2 separate regions of the Hordeum vulgare genome follow, and region 2 is linked to region 1. Evidence: chromatin contacts called from public Hi-C data. All regions are on one chromosome and are shown on one strand. The core of a region is the stretch at or near the end of the contact, and the rest is flanking DNA. Distances in the headings are between cores, read along the strand shown. Region 1 has its middle 13 kb from the start of LOC123405101. Region 2 has its middle 140 kb from the start of LOC123405940.

Region 1 (3,180 bases), core at 334-2,833:
TTGCTTATATTGATTGTCCTGTATCTTGCCTATTTGGGTATGTTGGCATGCTTGCTCATTTGTAGGTCTTCCAAGCTTTGGAAGCATTCAAGTTCCACTATAAGGGCAAGTCTTTCAACCTCGTTCATTGTTGAATGATCATCAATGGAGAAGATAAGTTCAAAGCACAATACGCTGCCATCAAGGCATGTGGAGGGAAAAAGGTTGTTCAAGAGCACGGTGACGGGGAGAAGCCATGGTCGCGTGGAAAGACGAACTCCAGGAAAGAGGACAAGCGCGAGGTGGCGTCCCTTGCCTTGCAAGTTACTTTGCAAGGCATGATCGCCAACAAAGACTCGAAGGAGAAGCGCGATCAAGACAAGGAGGAGCAAATTAGGGCCTTCATCCAGGTACAAAACAAGAAGCTTACATTAGAGGCGGAGAAGCAAGCGAAGATGCTAGAGATCGATGTCATCAAAGCAGCCACCAAAGCAAGAGAAGTCCGGCTAGCTTGCATGATGAAGGGGATCGAGATCATGAAGGTGGGCTTGAGCATGGTCTCTCCGAAGAAGCGATCTTGATTCGAGAAGATGCAGGCCGACATGTTCAGCCACGAAGACAATTGATCCATGTCGGAATGCTGTGCTATATTCTCATTTTGTGTGCTGGCGTGGTCGAACTACATTCTTATTTTAAAAATTGTATATTATTTTGTAGGCTGGCATATATATATACCGGCTGCTGGCATATAGCCGATGTGAACTCTTGACACTCACATGATAGCTCACATGATCTATGACCGCAGGTCATTTTAGCGTTAAAAATGTCTGTGCAGAGACGAAAAATGTGCCGTCTCATTGAAGGCATGATGATCCATTTGCAAAAAAAAAAGGGAGCTGACCCAAACGAACAAGACTTAAACAAAATGCACAGGGAAACGTTTTCTTTCAACGCGCCGGCGGAAGCAACGTGCCGGTCGCTCGCAACCCACGCGCCTCGCGAGGCGCGCGACCCGGCGTATGGCCATGCAACATTTTCTCCTGTGGTGATTAAATTTGTTACATTTGTCCACTAAAAAAGTTGCATATACGTTTGGTTGCAACCTCAGTTTGTCGGATTTTTCGTTACAACCAGTTTTTTTTTGTTACAACCGGTATCATTTTTTGCTGCAACCGTTTACTAAAAAAATTTGCATACATGTTCGTTAGAGTTGCAACCCGAGTTCACCGGATTGTTTTGCTACAACACTTATTTTGTTTTGCTACCACGCATTATCAGCTTCGTTTTTTATTATGATCACGTTGATATATATTTTTGCTATAATTATATTTTTGTTGCAACCGTAGACGAAAATTGCTACATCGTAAACGAAATTTGTTACATCAAGAAATTTTACTGCATAAAGATCTAACGATGTGGCCCGTATGCAGCTGACGGATCGAACGATCCACGCGCGGACGGCCCAAAGTTTTGAGGGGCGCGCCGTGGAGAGCACTGCCCAAACGCATATCAGTTCGTATCGCGCTGTTGGAGTTGGGATGATCAGTCACGGAGCATTTCGTTCCTTGAGTCCGCAAATCACAGCCTGTCATTTTTCCCACTCTGCATATCCAGACGCGTCTCTGACTTGGTCCTCCTCTCCCAAATCGCATCCCTCTGCTGCTGCTCCAGTGCTACTCTCCCCCCGCCATGACCGACGGCATCCGCCGCCTCCCCTCCGGCCGCACCTCCCTGTAGCCCAACCCCCGGCCTCAGATCGCTCCGGTGCAGCCATCCACCTCCCTGTTTCCAACCACGGCGCCCGGCCTCCCGCTACCGGCATCACGGCCAGCCACCGTCTCCATTGTCCACCTCCTGAGCTCCGCCTCGACTGCCCGCTCGACTTCACCGCCGGCTGCTCCGGCGAATAGCCGTTCCCTACACCGCCCAGTTCCGAGTCGCCGCCCCGCTCACTTGCAGCACGCGTAGCTGCTCAGCCAGCCAACACGGACAGGAGGCTCGGGTCGAGATGACGTCATCGCCAGCCGTGAGCGCGACGATGGGGTAATGAACCCGCTGCTCGGCAAGCTCGCCACGCTGATGGCGGACGAGTACAGGAAGCTCAAGGGGGTGAGGAAGCAGGCGTCGTTCCTCATCCGTGAGCTCGGCGCCATGACAGCTGCCCTCGAGAAGCTGGAGCTCATGGACGTTCTAGATCCGCTGGCCAAGAACTGGAGGGATCATGTCAGAGAGATGTCCTACGACATGGAGAATTGCATCGATGACTTCATGCGCCAGTTTGGAGCATCTGATGCTAAGGCCGGCCTCATCAAGAAAACAGCTCAACGTCTCAAGACGTTGCGGGAGCGTCATCGCATTGCTGAGCAGATGGAGCAGCTCAAGCTTCTTGCTCTAGAGGCAAATGAACGACGCATGAGGTACAAGATTGACGTGTGAAAAACGATAGGTTAAGCGTATGCATCGGCTGCAGGTATAGGGGCACAATGCCGAGATTACACAAGTTGGTTAGGTCTAGGATTGATCTTCAAGTAATTTAACAACCATGGATCTTATCTCTAGACCTACCGGTTTACAAAGGGTTGGACACGGTTTATACATCACCGTATCCTAACTATACAATGTTTAACACTCCCCCTCAATCACAACTATCTAGATTGAGATTGTGTCGAAATGCTTCTAGCTGCCTAAGGGTAAGTGGTTTAGTAAAACCATCAGCAATCTGATCACCTGTAGGTATAAACCTAATATTCAGCAGCTTGTCAGCAACACGTTCTCGAACAAAGTGATAGTCAATTTCAATGTGCTTAGTCCTGGCATGAAAAACTGAATTAGCAGCTAAGTATGTAGCACCAAGATTATCACACCAAAGGGAGGCTGCCTTTGGATGACGTATCCCAAGTTCATTCAACATGTTCTGGACCCAAATAACTTCGGCAGTAGCATTGGCTAGAGTTTTATATTCTGCTTCGGTGCTTGATCTAGAGACCGTGGGTTGTTTACGAGCACTCCATGATACTAGATTTCCTCCAAGAAATATTGCAAAGCCTCCTGTAGACCTTCTATCATCTGGGCATCCTGCCCAATCTGCATCAGAAAAAGCACTTACAAGCATTGAATCTGACCTACTGATCTTGAGTCCATGACTCCTTGTCCCTTGTAAATACCTCAGTATCCTCTTTACTGTTGTCCAGTGTGTAGTGC
Region 2 (3,180 bases), core at 332-2,831, 850 kb before region 1:
AAAAGTATTACATGGTCAAGTGGACGAACATATGTTTGCCCAAGGGCCACGGAGGCCTTGGTATTATGGACTCCCGTCGGATGAACATCGCGCTTATGGTACGTTGGGTTTGGCTGATCTTGCATGGCGACGGAGGCTTGTGGCTCCAACTCCTTCATGCAAAATACTTAAGGGGTGAGCCACTCTTCGCTTGCTCCTACTTGGGTGGATCCCAGTTCTCGCGTGCGCTCCAAAAGATCAAGGAGGAAATCTGACTAGGAATTTCCTTCTCTATAGGTAATGGGGACGAGACCCAATTCTAGTTGGACCCATGGGTGGGGGACGAGCCACTAAGGGTGGGATTCCCTATACCGTTCTCTATCTGCATAGACCCGTCCCTTCTTGTTTCCGCGCCCTCCATCTTGGGCAATGGGATGTCCGGTTTCACGCCTTCGTTTGCCCCGACGGAAACAACCGAGTAGAACCGTCTAAGGGTCTCTTTACCGGTGGTGTTCCCGGAATATCCGGACACCGTGTCCTAGCGGCTAGCACCGTTTGGTGAGTTCTTTGTCAACAAGGCATACCAAGCATTATGTCGATCCCCCACCATTCCTTGGCTCTCGGCTTTGTGGAAGGCTCCCCTGCCCTTGAAGATTAAGATTTTTGTGTGGCAACTTCTTCGAGACCGCATCCCTTCGGGGACGGAGGTGCTTAAGCGACACGGACCTGGTGATGGATTGTCCCCCTTATGCTCGGTGCCGGAGACCGGGACCCACATCATATTCACTTGCACGGCTGCGCGAGTCACATTCATACGTAAGGCTCTTGGGCCTCACTGGGAGGCTCAGGACCTCGCGGAGTTTCTCCAGACGAGGTCCAATCAACCTAGGTGACGTCGCCGCCTGCTTTGGCTGATCTTTGCAGCGATGTCGTGGACCCTCCGAACAACACACAATAAAATGGTTATTGGGCGGATATTTTTTAGGCAGGCGGCTTACTCATTCAAATTCTTTGTTTTTCTGCTGCACTGACACCCATTCTTTAGTCAACAAGATCGTGATCGACTTGGCAGCATGCTGGACGCGCTTCACACTACGACGCGCCAATTATCATCTGTGTAGGGCCGCATGGCAGCAACCACTAGGTGACTTTTTTCTTATTTTCTCTTTCTTTTTTAGGCATGAGCGTGATGCTGCCGCAGCCGTCAAGTATGCTGTGGACCTGACTGTTGGTTGTATGAACCGTTGCTTTATTTATAAAACGAGACGAAAGCCTATTTTAAAATTTAACCAAGATGTTTAGTGTCATTTCGTCAATATGAAAACTCGACTCTGGTATGCAGTCCGTGTCATCGTGATGATCTGTACGTTTACCTTGTATTTCGGCGTGTCCAAATAATAATACTGCATGACACATCTCTCGTATCTCTCTATCAGCTGGGAAGAAGGAAAACATGTGTACAGTACAGTAGTACGAGTACTTGTCTAGAGTGTAGACAATTTCCCAGGCTTTGCGTGTCCGGCTGTCCGGCATCGGCACGCACACTCATGCGTCAACTTCTCTATTAATCTCACTGGGACAAAAACTAAAGCAACGAACCAACTCTACGAACAGAAGCTGAGAACAGTTGACACTTGAGAAGGACATGCAACAACTAACAAATAGCCATCGTTTTTTCCTATCTTTTTCATTGGATAAATCTAGTTGCTAAGAAACATCTCGGAGTTTCGGATCGACTATAAAAAACATGCAAATATCCCTGATCACACCTGACCTGAGATTTTGGACTCTCTCAATGATCATTAATCTCGAAAATATCTGTCCAAAAAATATAGCAACGTTCAGTCCTCACTAAATTGTGTGGATTAGCTGCTCCAGCATTACAATCAAGCCAAGAGAAGGAAATTAACAAGTGAAGAATACGAAAGCAATTCCTCCAAAAAGAGAAGATGAAAGGAACCGTTTTGAAAGTGACATAACAAAAGCAGTTTCTCTTGAAAGGAAAAGGCATCACATCAAGCCGGGCCTTGTCGCTGAAATCACCGAACAAATCTTTGTCCTCGTGGTATGGGCCTTGTTCGACCGAGAAATGTACTCCTATCCAAGCTAAGCTTTTGAATTAAATGAAGCATAACTCAGCTTGTACCTTTGGTGATGGCATCAGCAGTGGAGGCGCAATGTGACAGAACGAAGGCGACTGCCTGTGCAGGACAATTTTTTTCTCCTTTTATGGTTGAAGGAGAACATCATTTATTTCCTTCCGGTTAAAAAGGGTGGACATGTGAAAGGTGTTGGCCACAAAGATTTTGTGGTTGTTGTACTGCACCCATCATTGCTCTAGTCCTATTGTAAGGACTATGAACTTGACAAGGCATGTACATGGAAGTAGACCTCCCAACATCGATGTGGCTTTACTGTTTCTTGTTGGTGCTCAGTTTGTGGAGGTTTGGATTTGTGTGTTTTTTCCCTTTGTGCCGAAAGGATTCTTGTTGGTGTTCATTTTGTGGAGATTTGGATTTGTGCGTTTTCTTTTTCTTTGTGCCGAAAGGACTTGTGCATGTATTTACAAAGTTCATCGTGAACGAAGCATAACTAGGGGAAAAGAACGAGATTGGTTTAGGCCATATGATCTTAAAAAAAAACTGATGCTAAAAGTTGGATGTTGACCATACAGACTACAAGGGGTCAGAATTCATGCATTGCGAACAGAGGCACCTGGTCTAAACGCTAGCGATGAGATGACAAATGCACTGAGAAGTATGCACTAAGACCAGTGGTAGAGGCAGGATTACTAAGATTTGGATGTTAAGGGGACCAATTAGAGCAAAAAAAAAATGTTATATCCACATGAACATTAGAGCATGTATAATAAAAGAATATTATAATAAAATATTATATTTTTATTAAGTTGAACGACAGAGAAGATAAACGGAGTGCAAATTAGCAACCAGTTGCAGTACGAACTCCAAGTAACATTGTGAGAGGAGGTGTGCCAGGTAGTGATAAAATAGTAAATGCTTATAGCTATCTTTCATATGAGCTCCTGCACAAAATAAATGTATCACATGAGCTGGCAGTCAGGTTGCCTATAGATAATATTTTTCTCCTTTTGAAACCTAATGATATTAAAGTCTCCTTCTCTAAAAGCATCTCCAACAGCCACTCCAAAAGTGCTTCACATGTTAAATTATTCGTGTTTTG

What was found. Hi-C and Micro-C count contacts between places; a contact is called where the count stands out from the background.
Region 2: a Hi-C map of leaf shows a contact between it and region 1, with 5 times the contacts expected there. The contact joins two enhancer-like sites. A contact is called at or near these places in 2 of 6 Hi-C or Micro-C datasets (leaf and seedling).

Annotation. Positions count from the first base shown.
Region 1 is chr6H:65,582,349-65,585,528 of MorexV3_pseudomolecules_assembly, reverse strand. It overlaps the pseudogene LOC123404293. Among protein-coding and RNA genes, the nearest start is that of LOC123405101, 13 kb to the left of the region's middle. Within about 2 kb of position 1,583, at least 3 of the 3 cell types and tissues checked have open chromatin away from gene starts, as enhancers often do. A contact at or near this core is called in leaf, where this site is marked.
Region 2 is chr6H:66,437,257-66,440,436 of MorexV3_pseudomolecules_assembly, reverse strand. No RefSeq gene overlaps it. Among protein-coding and RNA genes, the nearest start is that of LOC123405940, 140 kb to the right of the region's middle. Within about 2 kb of position 1,581, at least 1 of the 3 cell types and tissues checked has open chromatin away from gene starts, as enhancers often do. A contact at or near this core is called in leaf, where this site is marked.